3 separate regions of the Mus musculus genome follow, and all the other regions are linked to region 3. A link is a contact called in public promoter capture Hi-C data. All regions are on one chromosome and are shown on one strand. The core of a region is the stretch at or near the end of the contact, and the rest is flanking DNA. Distances in the headings are between cores, read along the strand shown.

Evidence for each region. Promoter capture Hi-C pulls out the DNA fragments that hold promoters and counts their contacts. Capture Hi-C pulls out chosen DNA fragments and counts their contacts.
Region 1: a promoter capture Hi-C map of pre-B cells shows a contact between it and region 3, with 5 times the contacts expected there. The contact joins the promoter of Flad1 here to the promoter of Isg20l2 in region 3. A contact is called at or near these places in 4 of 39 promoter capture datasets (hematopoietic stem and progenitor cells, liver and pre-B cells).
Region 2: a promoter capture Hi-C map of liver shows a contact between it and region 3, with 2.9 times the contacts expected there. The contact joins the promoter of Ube2q1 here to the promoter of Isg20l2 in region 3. A contact is called at or near these places in 3 of 39 promoter capture datasets (liver and pre-B cells) and 2 of 9 other capture datasets (adipose tissue and liver).

Annotation. Positions count from the first base shown.
Region 1 is chr3:89,410,440-89,413,139 of GRCm38.p6, reverse strand. It overlaps Flad1 (flavin adenine dinucleotide synthetase 1), which reads left to right and starts at 1,259. Exons shown (of 8, transcript NM_177041.4): 1 at 1,259-1,356; 2 at 1,760-1,982. The coding sequence starts at 1,896.
Region 2 is chr3:89,771,951-89,774,939 of GRCm38.p6, reverse strand. It overlaps Ube2q1 (ubiquitin-conjugating enzyme E2Q family member 1), which reads right to left and starts at 1,331. Exons shown (of 13, transcript NM_027315.4): 1 at 902-1,331. The coding sequence starts at 1,228. It overlaps 4632404H12Rik (RIKEN cDNA 4632404H12 gene), which reads left to right and starts at 1,540. Exons shown (of 2, transcript NR_130957.1): 1 at 1,540-2,438.
Region 3 is chr3:87,928,982-87,931,934 of GRCm38.p6, reverse strand. It overlaps Isg20l2 (interferon stimulated exonuclease gene 20-like 2), which reads right to left and starts at 1,621. Exons shown (of 4, transcript NM_177663.4): 1 at 1,324-1,621; 2 at 1-604. The coding sequence starts at 451. Rrnad1 (ribosomal RNA adenine dimethylase domain containing 1) reads left to right here and starts at 1,740. Exons shown (of 8, transcript NM_153562.4): 1 at 1,740-2,079. The coding sequence starts at 1,969.

The sequences.
Region 1 (2,700 bases), core at 10-2,509, 1.5 Mb before region 3:
AGACTCCGCCACCCAAATTGGGATAGATCCTAGGCCCCACATAAAGGTGAAAGAAAAGGGACTCCAGAAAGTTGTCCTCTGGCTTCCATTTGCATGCTGGGACACTGCTGTCCTTCCTAGTCATACAATAATAGTAAAAGCTTTTTTAAAAAAAAGAAAAAAAAAACCCAGATGATTAAGCTATTTTTCCCCAGCAAAGCAAAGGGTGGAGGGGCACTGAAGTAGGAATGAAATGTTGTGAGTACCCAAAGTGAGTCCAAGGTACTCCTGCGTACCCCTCTCTCCAGGGACCCATCATTGGGAAGTGATGTTCTGGAGGCAGGTGGGGCAGGAAAGGGTTTTTACATTTTAAAGTCAGAGAAGCTTAAGTAGTTTTTCCCTTTATATTAGAAACAAACGAAGGTTCCACACCCTGCAGCTCACACCTCATTGTTAATGCTAATAACATCTTCACCTTCCCCACGCCTTTAATCCCAGCATTTGGGAGGCAGAGGCAGGCGGATTTCTGAGTTCGAGGCCAGCCTGGTCTACAGAGTGAGTACCAGGACAGCCAGGGCTATACAGAGAAACCCTGTCTCAGAAAAAAAAAAAAAAAAAGAAAAACCATCTTCACCTTCTCAAATTTAAGAGGCAAAGCCAAGCGGTGGTGGCCCACGCCTTTAATCCCAGAACCTGGGAGGCAGAAGCAGGAGGAGTTAATAAACCTGGTCTACAGAGCGAATTCCAGCTACACAGAGAAACCCTATCTCGAAAGAGGAGAGAGGGGTAGAGACAGAAAGAGAAATGTGATGCAATGAAGTGTAGTAACACATGATTTGAATCCCACCACTCCCCAGGCAGTTCGAGACCAGGCTGATCGGTTTAAACAAGTTACTTCCCGGGCTATATACTGGGGCTCTGTCTGAACTGTTTTTTAATATTTGAATGAAACAGAATCAGACCTTCATTTTCTTCTAGTACTACAAAGCAGCACCCGACAGTCCCACCCGACAGTCCTTAAAACACCTCCCAATATTTTCCCTTCGAGTACCAGAACACTTTAAGTCCCGCCCTCCATGGGCTAAGGCCAGGCCCCTATTTTTACTTCCGGACAGTGATGACTACATGGTGTTGCCAATAACAACTTAGCATTTCCTCTAGCTCCGCGATGAGGCGCGTGAGCGATTGCCGGTTAGACCAATAGAACCACTGGTAGGAGTGAGCGACAGCCAAAATAACCAATCAACATGAAGCATTGTAAGGCGGGACTTTGAGTACGGAAGCTGTCCTAGGACATGCGGAAAGGAAAGAGCGAATGACCCTGTGCAGGGGGCAAAATAGAGGTGGGATGATACGAGATCAGTGATCTGAAGCCTGGTGAGAAAAAGAGATCTCGGGATAGAAAGGGTGCAGAAGTAGGTTGAGCCCTGGTCATTGGCGGAGGGAGGAAAGAAATGCATTTAAAGGGACCCTAAGGCCCAGAATAAGGTAGACATTTAAAGGGACAGGTGATCCGAAGAGAAGAGACATTTAAAGGTGCAGATATACCCAAGATAGGGCAAATTTTAAACCTGCTCGGCAGACGGAGATATCTAAAGTGGTAGGTCTTGGGAAAACATGGCACTTTAAAGGAATAGGAATCGAGACGTTTTTAGGAACCTGGGGCTTAAGAGTATGTTAAAGAGGCCGGAGTAAGGGTGACTAAAGAAGATTGAGCCTTCCTTCCTCTAGGAAGAAGGTACACTCCTGACGTCTTCATTGTCCTTTCTGGCTCTTCCAGGTTCCCTCAACCCCGGAACTCAGGGTATGGCCTCCTGCATCCTGTAGACCTGGCGGCCTCTCAGTACATACGGCCCCAATTTGGGGTTCTGAGTGGCTACTGGAAAGCCTTGCAAAAGAGCACAGAGGGCAGGACCATGGCATCTAGGGCCTCTGAACTGCCCCCAGGATCAGGGCGCAGCGTGACAGCAGGCATCATCATTGTTGGAGATGAGATCCTTAAGGTGTGTCTGGAACGGAAGAGGGGAAGAGTGTGGCATTCTATTGTCGTGGACTCTTTACGGTGAAAGGAGGGAAACCGGAGTAGGAATCCCCTTTCTTGCCAAAGTCCGGCCCTGGAGTGAGTCCTAACACATTGGAGGAAAAGTGACCCTTCGGTTGAGTGTTTCTGTTGAAAGATGGGTAGTAACTTTCCTACAACTTGCTACGAAGTATGACTGGGGGCAGAGTAGCCACATAACAAGTGACAGGTGGCACAGCAAGTAGAGGAAGCTCAGCAGGCTGGATAGGCGAGCTAGAAGGAAGGTAAGAGAAGAAAGGACTCTATTCTGGACGGCCAGGGTGCTGTTAGAGGATGTGGCAAGCATGGGTTGGCAACAGTAATAGTTACCCTGATCTTTTTTAGTGTCTACCAGAGGCTGGTCTGCACTTAACTATATCACATGTGGCCTTACAAACTTCAAAAATTCCATGAAATTGGGGTTTTTATTACAGATCTCTATAAATTATGAAACAGCCTCAAGGAGGTTAGGAAACTTACCCCAGATCACAAGCCTACAAAGTCCTAGGAACAAAGTGATACATGCCTTAACCTCCAGCACTTGGGAGACAGAGGCAAGTGGATCTTTGTGAGTTCGAGGCCAGCCTGATCTACATAGCCAGTTCCAGAACAGCCAGGGCTACACAGAGAAACCCTGTCTCAAAATAAATTAAAAAAGGAAA
Region 2 (2,989 bases), core at 82-2,581, 1.8 Mb before region 3:
GGAGGGACAAGACCATTACAGTGGGCGTTATCCAACAACGTGAGCACTGTATCGCGCAGTACCAGCTGTTATAAAATTGCACCCAACAATTTCCTCAAGGGACACTAGGGAATAAAATAAGGCAGGACGCATGGAAGATGCCTCCTGACCAAGGATAGGTAGGATGGAACGATGCCTACTGGGGAGCGATGGCACTGCTGCCGCTCAAAACACACATTGCTGTCACCACCAGAAAAGGTGACAGTCACCTAGGATAAGCAGATGTGACCCCAGGAGTGGGGAGGAAGTGGCAAAGCTGCTACGAGCCAAGGCAAAAAGAGGAATTAAAGGTTAGTTACACCAGAGTTAGTAAGAGGAGATCCAACGTGGGGTCAATGAACGGCACTATTCTTTAGTGAAATTCAGGGAGCAAAGAGGGGTTGTACGAGGGATGCCTAGGCAGGGAGCCTACAGGTGGGTACATATAAGTGGAAAGAACTACTGAGAAGGGTCATTATGGAACCGGGCTGAGTTCCAGGCTACGTCCTTCCAGCACAGGCCTGGAATCTTATTAGAGTTGGGGTGGGGAGAAGAATGGGTCATTTCTAGGTGACATGGTAAAGTTGTGGAGGAGTAAGCAGAAGGAGCCAAAATCATAAAACCTGAGGTGTGGGTGGATTCATAGGAGGAGGTGGTTGAGGGGCCACATGTCCCGATGTCCCTTGCTCTCAGGGGTCAACAGTAGAGACTGTGACTGCACCACAGAACCTCAAGCTGAAGAAACAAGTGTAGCCTGGAGAGAAGGAGCCAAGCACCAAGAGGGGGGCTCTGGCCTCCGGGTCCTTCGAGAGCAGGAGGTTGTATGGTGTGATTTCGATCACCAGACAAGGGACCCCCAGCGTGGCGCAAGCGAGGTCCTCACCGTGATGTTGCAGTGGATGCGGACGGGGTCCCCCGGCACCGATCCCCGGGAGGGGAGATGGGGTCCGGGCGCAGCCCCGGCCCCGGCCCCTCCGGCTCCGGCCAGCAGGAACTCGCAGCTCAGCTCGTCCAGGCAGGCGCTGGCAATGCGGAAGCGCTCGTGGCCGCGGTGGAAGATGGACTCGAGCAGCTTCAGCTCCCGCCTCAGGCAGGGCCCTGGCCCCGGGCCCCCTCCCGGGCCGCCCCCGGCCCCCGGCGCCGCCCCCTGGACCCCCAGTTGCTGCCCCGGCCCCGGCTGCTGCTGCCCCTGCGGCTGCGGCTGCTGCATCCTCCGCTCCGCTCCGCTCCGGGGCCGGCGGGCCGGGAGCCTCCGGCCTCCGCTCCGGGCTCCGCCGCCGCCGCGGTCCGCACTTCCTGATCCCCCCTTCGCCAAGATGGCGCCGCCGCCACCTCCGGGACAGGCCCCCTCCGCTCGCCGGCCCACCCCCCCCACGGCCGCCGGAAGCCGCGCGCCCCTCCCCCTCCGCGGCGGCCCCGCCTCCGGCCTCACGTGACCTCTGAGCTCCGGCCCCCGGCACGTGATCCGCGCGTCTTTCCCGCCCCCCGGCCCGCGCCTGTCACCCTCCACATGTGACCCTAGGCCCTCGCCTCGCTGCTCGAAGCGCTTCCGTGCGTGTACGTGCGTCGTGCGTGACCGTGCACCGGGGGGCCTTTGCCAGCGCTTCCCTGTCACATGGCCGGCGTCTCTTGTCACGTGGCCGGTGCCTGTGTTCCCAGGGGCTCCCCGCGCGGGACTCTGGCTTCCTGCTTGCGTCCCGCGGCCCCCGCGTGCGGCGCATGGCCGTGTCTGTCCTGTATTCCCATGGGGGTCGTCGGGCCGGGTCACCGGCCTCCGCGTCTGCGGCGGGAAGGCGCCTTTCGCTACGGTCGGAGAAACGGACTTGGATCTCCCTGCGGTTCCTCTATGGTGTGTGACCTTGGGTTATCTACGCTCCTGGGGAGCCTCAGTTTCTCCATCACAACAATGGCACTGTACAAGACGGGGAGGCCTCTTTAGCCTGTTCCCAAAGGCTCTGTGCAGGGATACTGAAGTATCGAGTATGGTCGCTGGTCAGCTACGTCTGAGGGGACAGATGGTGCGGCTTCCTCCACAGAATCACAGGGCTTCGTTATGTGTGAGTGCAGAGTACTAAGCTAGGGGTTGCATAGACGACACCCACGCCTACCTGCTATTCTTCTTCCCACCTCGTCGCACTGATCCTGAACGGGGCTTGAAGTTTGCGGCAGTACCTCGTCGTTCCCACTAGGTGGCACTATCACAAAGGACAACGGAGGGTCCTGAAACCCAGAGCTGCAAACTGGCAGGTGCCAGGATGTTGTAAGGCCTGATGGGTTTGGGACCAATTCATCATGTGAGCCGTTGGCCCGTCTACCGTCACCACCTCTATGTTTTTTGGAAGCTGACTGTACCTTGGTGCTGGGCTACTGATTCACTCAGTGATGTTAGCAGAAAGCTTTACTAGGCCAAGTTTAACTCCGTATGTTTTAAGAAATTCGTGTTCTTTGAGCCTGGGGGGATGAGTGTGGGTGTGTGGGTGGGGCTGGTTTTTCTAATGACCAGAGCAGCCTGAACATTTAGCTGCATACCATCTTTGTGCCTATGTCCACAAGCTGGAAGCATAAAATACTAGGGTAAGCCAGTCCTAGCAGAACAGGGTTGTAGTCGCAACTATCTAGGAGAGTCAGAAGGCCAAGGCCTACCTGGATAACTTAGTAAACTCCTTTCTCGGCCAAATAACTAATAAATAAGGGCTGAGGGTGTGGTAGAATGCTTGCTTAGCTAGTAGAAGCTCCAAATTTGACACCCTCCCCCATCATCACACACAAAAAGAGTAATTGTAAAAAGTCTAATTTATCAAGCATTCCCCAAGCCAGGAATACTAAGCAAATATTTCTAACCCTTAACACCATTGCAAGGTGAGTGCTTTAACCTGTATTTTACAGATAAAGGTCAGGATGTATAGATACTGAGCAGAACTTCTAAGTCTGTCTCCACGTCCTTTACCCTGTTCTGTCTGCTTGCCTGCTT
Region 3 (2,953 bases), core at 372-2,871:
AGTTCTCTGTAGCAATTTTCTTTTTCAAGGACTTCTTCTTGGAGCCCTTCTTCTGGGTGCTCTTAGTCTTTGGAAGGGCACTCTGAAACTCCCCTAGCAAATCTATTTTAGACACAACAGAAGCAGTCTTCTTTGAAGGAGCAGGGGTCAGCCAAGACAATGGTGCTTTCTTGTCTTTGGACTGCTCTGAGTCCCTCTTGGAGGCAGCTGCCTCTTTCTTCTTTGGGCATGGAAGGATCTTCAAAATGCCATCTACTCTTGAAGTTTCCCCTTTCTTTGGAGGTTCTGAGTTCAACTTAGACACCTTGTTAGGGGGTTGGTTCTTTTTATTCAGAAATCCTTTCTGTTCCAAGAACCTTCGCTTCTTGACAAAGCGTTGATGTTTGGCATTTCCTCCAAATGCCTTTTTCGAAGGTTGCCCAAAGTCTAAATTCAGGAGTATGGTAGACATGAGATCAGTGGATGGTGGGAGGAAGCTGGGAAGAATGGCTCACTGATAGCAAAAGGATGAGAGGCTCATCCTCTGTGGAATCCCATAGTTCAACATGTGGAGGTCTGCAATCAGCCTTGGGGACAAAGTAATCCTGATTCCCGCACCATAGGCCTGAGAGAAAAGAAGATCAGTTCTGGAAGACATAAGTGATAACTTCCACAAGCCCCAAAGCCCGGCTAACTACTGAAGCCTCCACAATTCACCTTTAGGTTGGTCTTAAAAGGGTTATTTCCCTTCTCCGGATCTCTGTGCCATTTTAAAAACTAAAGATGCTGGGGCTGGAGAAACGCCTTAGTAGTTATAACCTTGTTGCTCTCGCAGAGATATTAAGTTCAGTTCCAGGCACCCACGTTGTAGTAGTTCACAGCATCTGTACCTCCAGCTTCAGAAAAAACTAGATGCCTTCCGATCTCTGCAGGCCCCGGGCAATTAAACGATACACATACATAAATACAAACAAAACACTCAGACAAATAATAAATCTAATTACATAAAATGAGGGTGCTGAGGCTGCGGATAAAAAGATGTGGGACCCACGGAGATCGACTCTATCATGTCTATGAAGTCAAAACAAGGGCGTCAGATGAGACTTTTAAGTACCAGTGGTGAGAAGAAACAACACAAATACCCTCTGGATCACCCAGGAATTCTCAGCGTGCTACGAAATGAAGACCAAATCCAGGTGTCGCGCTCCCTCGGCTCCACGTGGGGGCGATCTCCTCACATACCTTACCTGTCTCCCACAGTAAGGACACAGTGGAGGGCCAGCCACCTCGGCCACCACATTCTTGACGATCCACGAACTATTCCCGAACACCCTATACACCTACCTCCAAGTTGGTTCCCCACTAAGATCGCAAGCGTCCGAAGCCGGATGCAGGCGCAGGCGCGCGCCGACGTATGCCGGGACGGCAAGAACGCGGGCGACAACGGGAAGGCGGCCGGCGCGCACGCGCCCGCAGCGCCCCCACCTCAGGCAGCGAGGCCAGCGACTCGGAGTGCGTGAGCAGCGGGAACGGCGGTGGCGGCGGCGGCGGCGTGGGTGGGGGCGGGGGCGGGATGCGCTCCCCGGCCCCTCGGGCCCCGTGGAGGTACAACTCGAAGGTGGTGGGCCGCGGGAAGCGGAACAGAGTGCGCCGGAACCGTGGTCCCACTTCCGGGAGGGAGGGTGGGACCTGCAGCTGACCCCCTCGCCGTAAGCTGGTGCTGGGCGCGCTTCTGTGACGTCTCCGAGTCCCCTGCGGCTGCGCAAATGGCTTGGCCCAGTGGAAGTCGTGACGTTGGGCAAGTGCGCCTTGTTCTAAGGATTTGTAATAGGACGGGATCGCCCTGAGAGGTGTCGTCGGGCGGGTTCGGAGTTCTTGCTTTGCGTCGGGCGTGCAGAATTGAGTCCGGTTTGGGTTGCATGGTTTCGTGGTACCGACCTTGTGTCTCCTCACCTCCTCCCTCCTTGCACCGACATTTCACGCCACAGGATGCGGGGCGTTTCAGCCCATGGCCTCTCGCATGAGGAGAGAAGGCAACTGGCTGTGGACCTCACCCGCGTCCTAGCTCACTACCGTTCCATCCTGGACGCCTACATCATCGTGAGGCCACCGGGCTGAGGGCGGGGTGCTTCTTGGGGGGCGGGGGGTGAATAGGAGCCCACTGCAGAGAAAATGTGGAGACAGCTTTTATCTCTTCCTAATAAGGAACGCGTTGACTACTAGAATACTTTTCACCCAGCCTTCTGACTCTAATACTTAAGTTTTGTTTGTTTCATTTGAAACCCCACAACCAACATTTGGCCATGCTACAGTTGCATAGAAACATACGAGAAACGAGATGTTCCATAGGATATCCTCCACTAAAGGCAATAAAGAGTGGGTTGGGGAAGAGGAAGTGCTTGGCCAAATGTGGTGTACCCTTGTAATCCTGTCACCTAAGAAGTAGATGCAGGAGAATCGGGAGTAAAAGGTTCCCCTGGGCTACAAAACAAGTTCTAGGGCAGCCTGGACTGGACGATGTTACTTTAAAAAAGGAGGGGAGGGAAACAAAACAGGGCAGACATACATAAAGTTACCTTTCTGTAATCTCGCCCCTCAGAAGACTAAGGCAGAATTGTCTTGACTTGCAGCCAGCTTAACGAGTGTTGAGACATGTCTCATTTCCCCCCAACTCCCCCCCACACACACAGAAGAGCACCAGCAAGGCTTGTGGGTGGGGTGATTCTCAACCTTCGTGATCCTACATCCATCCATTTAGTACAGTTCCTCATGTTGTGATCTCCAACTATAAAAGTATCTTTTGTTGCTACTCTGTAACTGTAATTTTACTACTGTTATGAATCGTAAATACCTGATATGCGGGATAGCTGAAGTGTGAACCCCCAAAGAGGTCCCAACCTACAGGTTGAGAACCGCTGTTTTAGGGTAAATGTTTGTCTAGGACTAACAAGATGGCTATGTGGTTAAAAGCATT